Regions from separate parts of the Gossypium hirsutum genome. Here regions 1 and 3 are each linked to region 2. A link is a contact called in public Hi-C data. All regions are on one chromosome and are shown on one strand. The core of a region is the stretch at or near the end of the contact, and the rest is flanking DNA. Distances in the headings are between cores, read along the strand shown. Region 1 holds the start of LOC107957118 (immediate early response 3-interacting protein 1). Region 2 has its middle 2.9 kb from the start of LOC107957125. Region 3 holds the start of LOC121229563.

What was found. A called contact is a pair of places that touch in the nucleus more often than the background predicts.
Region 1: a Hi-C map of leaf shows a contact between it and region 2, with 2.2 times the contacts expected there. The contact joins the promoter of LOC107957118 here to the enhancer-like site in region 2. A contact is called at or near these places in 6 of 34 Hi-C or Micro-C datasets (callus and leaf).
Region 3: a Hi-C map of leaf shows a contact between it and region 2, with 2.3 times the contacts expected there. The contact joins the promoter of LOC121229563 here to the enhancer-like site in region 2. A contact is called at or near these places in 15 of 34 Hi-C or Micro-C datasets (anther, callus, leaf and 1 more).

The regions. Positions count from the first base shown.
Region 1 is chrA05:95,539,707-95,543,803 of Gossypium_hirsutum_v2.1, forward strand. LOC107957118 (immediate early response 3-interacting protein 1) reads left to right here and starts at 2,280. Exons shown (of 3, transcript XM_016892559.2): 1 at 2,280-2,433; 2 at 3,041-3,288; 3 at 3,996-4,097. The coding sequence starts at 3,044. The coding sequence ends at 3,277.
Region 2 is chrA05:95,912,075-95,916,265 of Gossypium_hirsutum_v2.1, forward strand. No RefSeq gene overlaps it. Among protein-coding and RNA genes, the nearest start is that of LOC107957125, 2.9 kb to the right of the region's middle. Within about 2 kb of position 1,402, at least 7 of the 9 cell types and tissues checked have an H3K27ac peak or open chromatin away from gene starts, as enhancers often do. A contact at or near this core is called in leaf, where this site is marked.
Region 3 is chrA05:96,306,040-96,310,177 of Gossypium_hirsutum_v2.1, forward strand. It overlaps LOC121229563, which reads right to left and starts at 2,643. Exons shown (of 3, transcript XM_041114169.1): 1 at 2,190-2,643; 2 at 1,478-1,815; 3 at 978-1,400. The coding sequence starts at 2,462. The coding sequence ends at 1,241.

The DNA of each region.
Region 1 (4,097 bases), core at 1,030-3,529, 370 kb before region 2:
GACATATTCGCAATCTATTATCCACTCCTCCAACGGCTTTAATTGAACCATATTTAAGAGATGCGAGACTCTTTCATATGGCTCGTATGCTTGGGGATGTAAATTGGACCCCATACCTCCATCATTCCTCATTGTACTCAAACACATAAGTGTTCCCCCGCAAGGCTGGATATTCGCTAGTCACGATTTGCAATAGAGTGTCATACTGGAGGAAAAACATGATATCATGTGTCTTCTTTTCATCATTATACATAGCAACCCTCTAGTACCTCCTTACACCATTCTAGATACAAATCTTGTGTATCAAGGAATGAGTATTTATACCCATGCACATGCATGAATTTTGTTTCTGATTTATTGCCTATAACCATGCATGCATCGACTCTTTAAACACGTCTCTTTTGATGCAAGTCATGATCAAGGGTCAAAGCCACTTACCTAGATATATAGTAGCTAAACTTAAATGAAATAATGTAAATAACAGACTCAAGGTATAAAGGAACTCACCAGAAATATTCACTTAGAACTTTCCTACTCAATGGGTTCTTTCCTTTTAGCACCAGGACTTTCTCCCCTATCTTTGGCTAAAATAATCAAATGACTTCTTTTAAATATAAGAATAACTAAAACTTAATGAAATAACATGAATCAATGAACGTACAAATAATTTAGGGATGGAACTTTCCTTCCTATGTAGTATTCAAATGAAAGCCCTGCTGAATAGCTCTTACAACAACTCCTTTCTATCTAGTAAACTTAAAGAAGAATTTAAGAACTTACCAACAGACAGCTTAAGGAAAGAAGCTTCTATAAGCTTGACACAGAAGCATTGTGAGTGTGATAAAAGCATAGAAAGGGATAAAAGCAAAGAGAGTGTTAAGTATTTATAGTGAAATAAAAATATGAGGAATTGAGAAAAATCTCACTCATATTGGCACAAAAACTCATAAGTGCAACAAATACATAGACAACAAATCACCATCCATAAGCAACATACCCGGAACATCATCCATGATACAATTAACATCTTATAAGCAAATATTACTTTGTTATTTCTTGACATATTAGCCTTGTACAATGTGATCTTTTCTTTTGAACGAGTTACCTTTAATTGCATTCTTTGCATTTCTTTTATATTGAGTTCATTGTTCTTAAATCCTAATCTCCCATTCTCTGTCAACAACATCTTATTTTGCAAAATTATTTTATCAATTATGCATCCCTGTTCTTCTCCCATTGAATTCATATTGTTACCGTTCAATTTAACCCATTGGAAAAAATCACAACCCTCAGTTTTCCTTTCTCACATAGAACAAAAAAAAAATAGAGCATATATGTGTAACTAAGGTAAAATTTACATATTTCCAACTTGAAACAAAATAATTCAAATTTATTTCCAAAACATGTTAAAACACTAAACCCTAAATTACACAAAATATTCAACCAAAATCACAAAGCCTTTTGTTTTTTTGCACACACAACAATGGTAGTACACAACCAATGCACAAACCCTAATTTCCTTCAACCCAACAATTAAAATTCAAACTTTTACATTTTTGAACTTCGCACACCTAAATAATTTTCTCCCTTTGTTCCGTGGAGTATTCACGTTGCAAACAGGAGCTCTTAACCCACAATGATAGTACACAACCTCATTTGACCACTTGATTTTTTTGTTGGTTGGTGAAGCCATTTTTCCTTATTTTCTTCTTCGACTCTAGTTATGGGAATTGGGCGTGTTATCAGGATAAACCCTAAAAGAATATTAACAAAAATATTAGAAAATGATGAATAGGTAGAAAAAAATAAAAAGATTAGAATGTTAAATAATCGGGTGAAATGATTTAAGGTAATTTTTATTATAATTAATGGAAAAAAGTATTCAATTTTTATTTTCCAAGCAAAAAAAAAGAAGACCCAATCACTGCCAAATAGGACTCCACTTGACGCCTAACGATTAACCAGTTGCCACATTATAAAAAAACGAACGAATTACATTTGAGTTCTAATTTAGTTGACAAAAAAAAAGTTTGAGTACTAACCTAGGAAAAAAAATCTTAAGTATCAATTTGGGAGAAGTGGACAAGTACCGATTTTTTATTTAAGCCTTTTTGTATTAATGAATTACTTATATAATTTATTATTTTCAATTTTCTTTAATATTATTTTAGTGCCATTAAATACAGGTTAATATATCGGTACATAAAAAAGAAACCATACATTTGGGCTTTGGGTAGTAGGGGGAAATTACATTTGGGTGTTTGGTCTTAAAAGTACTACCCTTTTGTGCCTTGATGGATCCGAACCGACCCATTTCAAACCGGATTTATTTACGGGTCCTTTTCCATTTCTAAATGTCGAATCTATTTACAGTTGCAAGGAAGGAACCTACTCTCTCAATCTGCAGCACCCATATCTTCACTTCTTTTGCATGTAACCTTTAATTCTTTATTTATTTTCTCAATGTTCCCTTTAATCTCTTTCATTCTGATGCTTTGTATTGTTCAATGTTTAAACATGGTCTTTTTATTTAGAAATCATGATCTGCTTTTTGTTTCCCTTCAAATTCCATAGATTTTAAGTTGTTTATTATGTTTTTGTTTTCTATATATAGATAAGAACCCATGGATCTAGTCCCTCTAAATCCAACAAAGTATTTATTTTTCGAATGGGTTTTAATTTTTAGTCAACATCGGAATCCCTTTGATCTGCTTTTCTGAGTTTACCCTCTTTTCCATAGCTTGCTTATGGAATATGGGGTTTTACTAAATCACCTTATTGGTGTTCTAGAAATCAAAATGAACTCAATTATCGTTGATGTTATGTTTGCATTTAGAAGTTTATTCTAGCTGAAACTGAAGATGCTGTAATGGGTTTTTTAGTTACTTATGCCTGCTGCGTGTTTAAGAATCTTTATGTTATTTCTGTTTTGTTTTCCGGATTCATAATTGATGGATTTTTCTTTATCTTCATGGCTACGCTTTTGTGTGAAATGTTTTAGAAGTTGGTTGAAGATTAATAGAAACCCTTTAATATGCAGAAAATGGGCTTGTGGACGTTATTAGAAGGATTTTTGCTTCTTGCAAATGCTTTGGCAATATTAAATGAGGATCGTTTTCTTGCTCCCAGAGGATGGAGTTTCTCGGATTTCTCTGCAGGGCGTACAAAGTCATTTAAAGGGCAACTTATTGGTCTCATTTACGCCACTCAATACATGAGAGTTCCTCTCATACTACTTAATGCAATCTGCATTTTTGTTAAGCTAGTTTCTGGTTGATGCTGCGCTAGGTAAGATGTTTATGTCTATGGCTGATGATTGGTTGAATTTGTATTAGGTTCTCAAACAGATGCCCCTTGTTTTTTTTTTTTGCATTCAAGAACTTGTTTATTAGTTGTGATGACCATTTTAGTCGGTTTTGTTTTCTGATTTCTACAAATTACATGGATTTAAAATGGTGTGATGAATAGGTGTCTGAAACTTAAGCTGAATGATTATTAGTTATTTCTAAACCTATTAATTGGTTGAATATATTGTGAAAAGGGAAACTCTTAGTCTTAGATTAATTTTTCTGATTACCATTGTTGAATTACACACCCGAAACTTATGAAGTTTGAATAAGATCTTTTTAAGACTGCAAGTTCTATAATGTATTACTTGACCAAAACGTTGACTAGGCCAGAGCAGGAATGGCGGAAGCTGCCTTTCAAACCTTTTTCCAGGTCTGATAAATTTCTGTTAATTTTACCAGGACATGTAAATTAAGTAAATAAATTGATTGTTTGAATTGGCTATCCATCACAGAGAAAAGAGGATAACTACATTTGTATCTTCATGCTTTTCTGTTGCTTCCTATTTGGTTATTTGAGAATTATTGTTCTCTTCCCTTTTCAATCTTAAGCATGCCACAGATTTCACCTTTGTGATTCCTGATATTCTTAAGCATGCGCGTCTCCTGATATTCTTAGAATGTGATTCCTTATCTGTTAATTATTAGCAGAACGCATGAAGTCGAATATGGAGCATAGGAATTTGCCGAAGGTTGTGTAAGACGGAAGCAGTCAGTTCAAAAATTAGGTGATGTATCTGTTTTACACTT
Region 2 (4,191 bases), core at 152-2,651:
CAGATTACAGAATGGGACTAGTAATGAAAATATTAGACAGTATCAGATTTGATTGATCCAGCTAGCAGAACTTGGAATACAGATTTAATCATTAGTACTTTTAATGCAGACGTTGCAAAGAAAATATTGTAGATCCCTCTGGCAGAGACAACTTATGAAGACTTTCAAGTGTGTGCCGGGGGGAATCATCAGGCGAATTCTCAGTTAGAAGTGCCTATAAACTATTACAAGAGGCTAATTCGGGTCCTAGTAATAATTATTTACAAACTGAGACTAGAGATTTCTACAGGAAATTATGGAATTTACATCTCCCTCCGAAAATTAAAATTACAAACTGGAGAATTTCATGGAACTATATTCCTACTCTATCAAATCTCAAGAATAAAAAAGTGGTCGTAGCAGCTATCTGTCCCAAATGTCATAACCCTGAGGAAGATAGCAACCATATCTTCCGGCACTGTCCTACAGCAATAGATGTGTGGTCAAATTTAAATCTCGCCTGGGTATGTCATTATGATCTTAACAGTATATGGGAGTGGCTCACCTGGGTTTTTAGACGAGGAAATATTGAGCAATGTCGACTCTTCTGTTACGTACTATGGTCAATCTGGACATGCAGAAATCAGCTAGTTTACGAAAGAAAGAACTCTACAAGCAGAGATATCTCAAATCAAGTCATCAGCTACATTTCGGAGTTGCATGGAGTGGAACAGAAAAAATTTACCTTAAATGTTGATAAAGGTCATGAATACACGGCAAGAAGCACGACGGTAACTGTCTTATTTGATGCGGCTTTTGACAAGGGATCCTCCAGATCTGCTTCGGGTCTGGCTGTCCGTGATGAAAGGGGTGTGATCTTGGTATCCAAAACGGTTATCCACTCCGATATACCGACACCGCTAGCAGCGAAAACAGATGCCGGGTTACAAGCGATTCAGTTAGCCATTTCAATGGGTTTTAACAGTTTACAAATAGTGGGGGACTCTAAAACAGTGATAAAAAAATGCCAATCAAAAGATCCGGACAAATTGACTATAGGAGCGTTCATCAGAGACATTCAAAGCAAAAAGGTTTATTTTCAGAATATCGAGTTTCATTTTATCCCTAGATCAGAAAATGATTGTGCCTATTTCCTTGCCAAAGAAGCCTTGAAGAGAGGAATAGGATATTAACTGCAGGGGGAGGATCCGGACCATGCTCATCGTTGGAGGGAGAATCGAAGACTAAGGCAGCCAGGTTGAGAACCGAAGAGTCAAGATGAAAGAGATGAGAGAGGTTTTCAAAGAAATTGATAGCAGAAGAGTAAAGATATGTTTGGGAACTGTTATCATAAAAGCTGAAATGGTGACATGAAAAGACAAGAGAAAATGGCATCCAACTGTGGTGATTGACGGGGCATTTAATTAGGTTTCCTTTTTTTTATTATTTATTTGAATTTTGTTTTGTTTAGGGGGCCTTCCTGATCGGTTAGGCCTGATTCTTTAGTTTTTTCAAGTTTATTTGTTGTTTTTCTTTTGGGTTTCAGTCCATTAATATGGGTGACTGTTTTTTTATGTATTTCTGATTTAGTCTTTTATAAAAGCCCAGTTGATTCTTCAAAAAAAAAAATATTTTATAAGTTAGTATGTACATTATCGGTATATATTTTTTATTTTACAAATAATCTTAGAAAATTGTTGTGTTTTTTAATACTTATATTTTAATATTTTATTATACTCTATAAAATACTTGTTAACTTCTTGACTCTACTTGTAGTAGTGTATCAAATATTTTCTTATTTTATTATAATTTTAATTATAAAAACTATAAAATTAATATTATTGTGTCTTTTTAGCACCTTAGTCAAACTCCACTTGAACTAACGAAGGTAGGAAATTTTTATGGAAAGACTGAAATTAAGTTGTATATTTTTATAAGAGTTAAAATATAATTTTATTATTTTAATGATTTATATTTTATAATTTTTTAAAGGATTAAATTATAATTTTATTATTTTTAGAAGTTGAAAGTAAAATTTTATTATGTACAATTTTAAAAATTTAAAGGATTAAAAATAAAATTTCCTGTTTAGGAGGTGGTGTCGCCCCTAACTTAAACAAACCATTAATAGTTATGAATACTTGGCCAAAAGAATACTGCCAGAAAGATTCACAGTTAGGTTAAAATCTAATTAATCGGTTGAAGCCGGTTAATGAATTTTTAAAAATTTAATTATCGGTTAATTTGGTTCGAAATTCAGTAATTAATCGAATTAACCAATTAACTGAAATATATTTATTGTTTTCAAGACTTACGTAGTGTTTAGTTGTTGACTTTTAATAATTCTGTAATATTTTTAATATCTTATTTGTTGTCTTCACCTCATTTAAAGTTTTTTGAACTATTAAATAAAAGAAAATGAACATTAGTAATATAATTTTTTTATATTTTTATACTTATTTTAACTAAAAGACAAAAATATATAAAATTCGGTTAACCGACCAAATTAATTAAAATATTCGATTTGATTGTATTTAAAAAACTTTCAATTTAATTATTAATTAAAAGTAATTTAATAATAATAATTCGATTCGAATATTAACCTAACCCTTACTATAAACATGCAATAGGCTGATAATGACTTTTAACTCCTAAACACTCTCGTCTTGAACACCTGTCCTAGGATATAGAAAACATCTCCAACTGTTAGAAGGAGAAAAAAAAAGAACTTTTCTGGTCTACTACTTGAGTTACTCGACTCCTCAACAAGTTAACTCCAATGAATTTTGGCACCATCACCACGTAAATGGCCTTTAACCACCTATTGATGCAAAAGCCAAGGATGTAGCACAAGAAACCACAAAGTTAGAATTTAAAATTTAAAAGAAGAGAATCAAGTCGGAAAGAACAGTGAATTGGATCCTTGTATTTGATGAACGTGGATTTTAGGAATGCGAATTTGACTAAAACTCCAATTAAGATTAATTGAATCTAAAGATAAAGATAAAAATAAAGATTTAAAGTGAAATAAAAAGAGAAGAATGATAGATTAGTCTTATGGAATCATTGAATAATTTGTATTTAAAAATATCAATGACTAGACTTGGACTCTATGAAATCCCTAAAAAGAGGAGTTGAAAATAATCAAACTTGAAGTTTGAAGACTTTTAAATATAAACATTGGAAGAATCACTCAACTTTCAAAGAAAATTTATTTCATGTAATGTAAAAATCTAAATGAATTTTTTATTTTTTTATTTTAGGGGCTGAAACTCCTACCAGCCCTGGCTTCCCCACTGTCTCATAGCTCTGCTGTTATCAGTTATATTTTGCATGGTGTGAGAAGTGGTTAAGTCTTGGGACAGTTGAAAACGTGGTTTGGAGTTTGAAATATATTACTTGTGATTTTGTATGGGTTGTAGCAAGCAATGGTGCGGCTGGTTGGATAAGTAATGATGATAGTGATAAAAGTTGTGCGGTCACAAATAGAGGGCAAATGTTATGGCTGCACAGTTAAACCTCCCTTGGTTACGTACACCTAACCTAACCAAAAAGATCTGGCAAGGATTCAACGATTGTTATGCGTCTTCAGCCCATTCAGTTAAACCTTGAATGGTTATAAGCACCTTGTCAGAAGGATCCATTCTTATCCGATAGACAAGATAGAATGAAAATAGTAGAATGTATTTGTTTCTCTCATTTGTTGCGAATTGCGATGCAAACCCTAACAGATGTTTGTTGCATGATATGTCCATTTCAATTCATAAAATAAATTGAATCTAGTCGTGATACTAATGTGCATGTATCTTATAACAAAACCACAAATCATTTTACAAAACGCCATTGCTTATTCAAATTATATGATGTAATTAATTTCTCTTTTTCTTTTTTTTAATAACTTGTTATTTCTTGACATATAATAATTAAATAATAAATATAAATTTCAGTAATTTATTATTTTTAATATATAATTAATTTTTTAATTTAAGGATAAGCTATATCCAATGTCATTAAACTATTACTAAATTTACCTTTTGGTTACTCAACTTTAAAAAGTTACAACATGATCATTGAACTATTCGAAAGTTTTTATTTAAATCACCAGACTGTTAAAATCAATGTTGTATAGTATTCTTTGTTTTTACCGTTTGTATCAATCAAAAGCTCCTATTTCCCTACTCTTCTACAAATTTATTCTTTTCATTAAATTAC
Region 3 (4,138 bases), core at 1,393-3,892, 400 kb after region 2:
TCATTTGCAAATGAGATACCCTTATTCAGCTTTCATCTTTTGATTCTAACTTCATATTGCAAAAATCAGAATTTGAACTTAAGATGGAGTATAAATATTAAAATTAAAATAAAGTAATTGAACTAGTTTTTTTACTAGAAACAAGCTTAACTGAACGTTTTTACCGGATAAACACCTCTAGCAAAGGTGTTTTAAATTCGGTTACTAAATATTAACCAATTTGACTATGGCCAAATAAATAAATATATATATAAATATATATATTTGACACATGATCAAGTTTTAAATTCGGTTACTAAATATTAACTTATTTTTTTTATTACAAAGAATTAAGCTTTATGTCCTACCAAATATCTTAATGCTGGTAATACGGAAAGTGAAGAAACGAGTCGTTGAACAGCTACTGCGACACGGAACTTTACCTTGAGCTTCAAAAACACATCAAAATTTTAAAAACTTATCCAACATTTTTAAACTTTATATTAATACTCAATTTTCTACCAAAAATGTTAAAATTTTTTGTTTGAGCTACCAGCTCTAAGTTAGAGGGAAATGGTGGATGTGTACTATCGTAAAGCTTTTGGAAAGGACCAGACCTCAAGCGTGTCGTCGTCAAGGTTCAGTTTTTTCTGTTCCTTCCCTCTTCAAGCATTGGTTCAATTTTTATGAGTTAAGATTGAAATAGGTTACTTTGGTTTCAAAGCCTTTTTTTTTCTTTTTTTTTATAAAAAAAATTAGATTTTCAATGGGTTTTATGATGATTTTAATGGAGGAGTTTTTGGTTACTAAGAAAGTTGTGAAACTTAAAAAAGAAGAAAATGAAAAAAAGAGAGGTTTTGATATAATCTCTACTTTGAACAAAAGAAAACATAGTTCTCTGAACTCTACTTTTGTTGACAAAATCCTTTTCCTGATGGGGTGAATATGTTTAAATCACATAAATGATAGCAATGACTTTGAGATGGCTAGAAATCAAATAAAAACAAGTCTATAGTTTATTTTTTTGATCTCCCCTCCCAACCCTCCAATACATATTTTCACTATTCACTCACAAATATAATTTAATGGATGGATTCTTCACCATGTGAATGACAATGAAGAATGTGTACCGGAAATGGACCGAATTCTAACCCAAAAAGACGACCTAATCTCTTTAAAAATAGATAAAAATACTCGTATCTTAGTTCATACAACAACTCGGAACGGTGCTAGTTTGACCTTACCATTTTTCATAAACTACTCATTCTTCAATGAACTTCTTGAGGTTCTTCAACCACAGAATATACTCCCGGCCATCCTTATTAATCATGTACTCGTGCAAGTAATTTGTGGTGCTCGGTTTGATTCCTCGGATCTCCAAATACTTGTGAAAAGCCTTCTGCAGGTTCTCATCCAAATCACTGCAAAACAAGAACATTAGTAATCGCATTCCATGCAAATCAATATTCCAATTTCACAATGTATTGAATAGGCTTACTAGAAATCTGGGCCTTCATAGGCGAGTTCATCCTCGGAGTTGGGATTTCGAACGGACAAACTATCTATGGTAATCTCATCAGGGTAAGCGGTACAGTTGAACTCTAAACTCGGACAGCCTTTTTTTGAGACATTAACAACCAATGGGACATTTGATTTACTAGGCTTTTCAGTGTCATCATCATCGTCATCATCCGCTTCGCCTTCACCAGTGACAAGATCAGGCATGTGAACATTAACTTTGATGAGTTCACCATCATACTCTCGTGTCAATGTTATGGTTTGAAGCCCAGGAGTGTCTTCGATTTTGAAAGGGAATTCACTTGGGGTTCCTTCAGCCTGTGAAGAAACAATTTTTTTTAAATGATTAAAAAACAATTCAAAATAAAGCATCGATTTCAGCTTGAAAACTTAACATCAATACTGGCTATTAAGCGATTGTTCTGTTTTTTTTCCCCACAAATTCTTTCAATAACCATATTGTAAACAACTAAAAGCAGCTTCTAATTATGTTTCTCGGGTCGGATATAAGTTCTACAATGAGTGTTACCATGTTCCAAGACAGCTCTTGAATTCAATCCCTACAAGTCTTCAGTTGACACGATTTGGATTGCAAAACACCCAAAATCCAAGTTCTATTTTTCCACTTACTTTCGTATAAACCCTAAATGATAAAAGAAAATGGGGAAAAGAAAAACTAATTAATTACTCACCTGATCATATTCATCACTCTCCTCGGCACACTGAATCTCAGACTCAATAACTCGGAGAAGAGACTCATCAGAAGCGGATTTTTGAGAATCAACAGCCGTTGAGAAATGCAGGGTGTTTGGGTAAAAACGGTTCACAGTAGGATGCTGAGACTGGAGGCCATGGTTCAAGGCCGTGAAGATGCAAGAGTGGTAGCTTCTCTGGACTCGGGTGAGTCGAATCGCGAGTGGAGCTAAGGAGTTAGCTGTTTTCCGGAGAATGGACGTGAAAGCCATGGGGGAGAAAGGTTGCTAGGGTTTTAGGAACGGTGGAGAGGGTTTTAGGTTGTTTTAAAGGCAGCATTCATGTTGAGGTACTGATGGGCAATATTCAAAAGCTTCCCCTGTTGGGCCTAATTTGGTCTGGGATTGGGCACTTGCCCATAAAATCTCTAAATCTAACTTTATTCACTCGGGTTTAGCGTATTCTACAATGTCTCAACTGGTTATATGATGTTAGCTTTAGACATGGGATCTTAACGAGTCGTTTATTTCATTTGATTACTTATGTTTATTCGAAAACATTGTTATTTTCAGCATCTAGATAGATTATTTATTCTATTGAAACTATTGTTAGATATTTTTCAAAGAAATATAGTTTTTATGGGTAAAAAAGCATGTGTCTGTTACGATTTTAATTAAATAAATTATTAAAAATTACAAACCTCATAAATTTAATTCAATTTCAACCAACCTTAATTTTATATTTATAATTTTTTAATATTTAAATTTATTTATTATTCATGTTATTGTGTATGTGTCAAAATCTAAATATAAAAATAAAAGGTTGCATAAAACTAAATGAGTTATATATATATATTTATTTAAAGGTTAGAATTTATGTTAACCGAAACAGCAAATCTTAATAAGAAAACCATACATTTTTAAATCAATGAAACCTCAATTGTTGGACATGAAGTAACTTTGATGTAATTTCTTTTTGGATAAATTGGATAGGTGATTATCCAACTTTTAGGTATGTTCTATTTTGATCACCCCACTTAAAAAACTTTCAATTTTGTCATCAATGTTTTTAAATTTTAAAATTTTTGTCACCCTGCTAAATACTTGATGTGGGTAGTTTTTTATTGGTCTAATAATAAATTTAATCCTCCAATATTTATACATTTTATCAATTTGATCCTAAATCTAGCCATTTAGCCCTCAATATTTACAAAATTTCACAAACTTCTGTAATTTGCACAACAATAATCCTGTATTCTCTCTACTAGCAAATCGGTGAATTGCTTCCCTCTCAGCTTCTCTCCTTTCTTTTTAATTGTTTTTTTTTTTCTGTTCTGTCTCTGCAATTTTGTGCTTTGCTTTGAAAGTTATTCAATTTTTGCACTGGAATGAAGAGAAGAAAACCCCAAAGGTAAAAATAAGAAAAAAATATGGAAAAGACCTATGCGCCCAAACGTTTTCCTTACCCAACCAGGCCTAGTTAATTATGGAGAAGCAAGAGTCTGAACTGTGTGTGTTTTTTTTTTAATGGGTTTCCCCTGTAATTTGGATAGTTGCTTCTTTTAGATATTGTTTTTCGCTACTTCGATTGATAGTTCCGTTGGTTAATTTAGTTCTTTTTGACTTATTTCTTGCTGGGTTTTTTTTCTCCGATTTCCTTATGCCTGTGAAACTATCTGCACAGGTGTTTCAATTTCCCTTGAAGGGTTTGATTGTTCCACTTTTGGCTTGTTTATAAAAATATACCATCATCTCACACTGAAGAAGCCAAATTGGAACAACTTGTCACTGATTTCTTATAAGAGTCTTTTAGAATTAAATCCAATTTTTTTTTTAAATATAATAACTTTTTTAGAATTAAAATTAAATGATAAATTTTATAAGGGTTGAAGGTTAAATTTATTAAAATTTTAAATTTAAAGTTAAATTAATAAAATGTACAAATATTA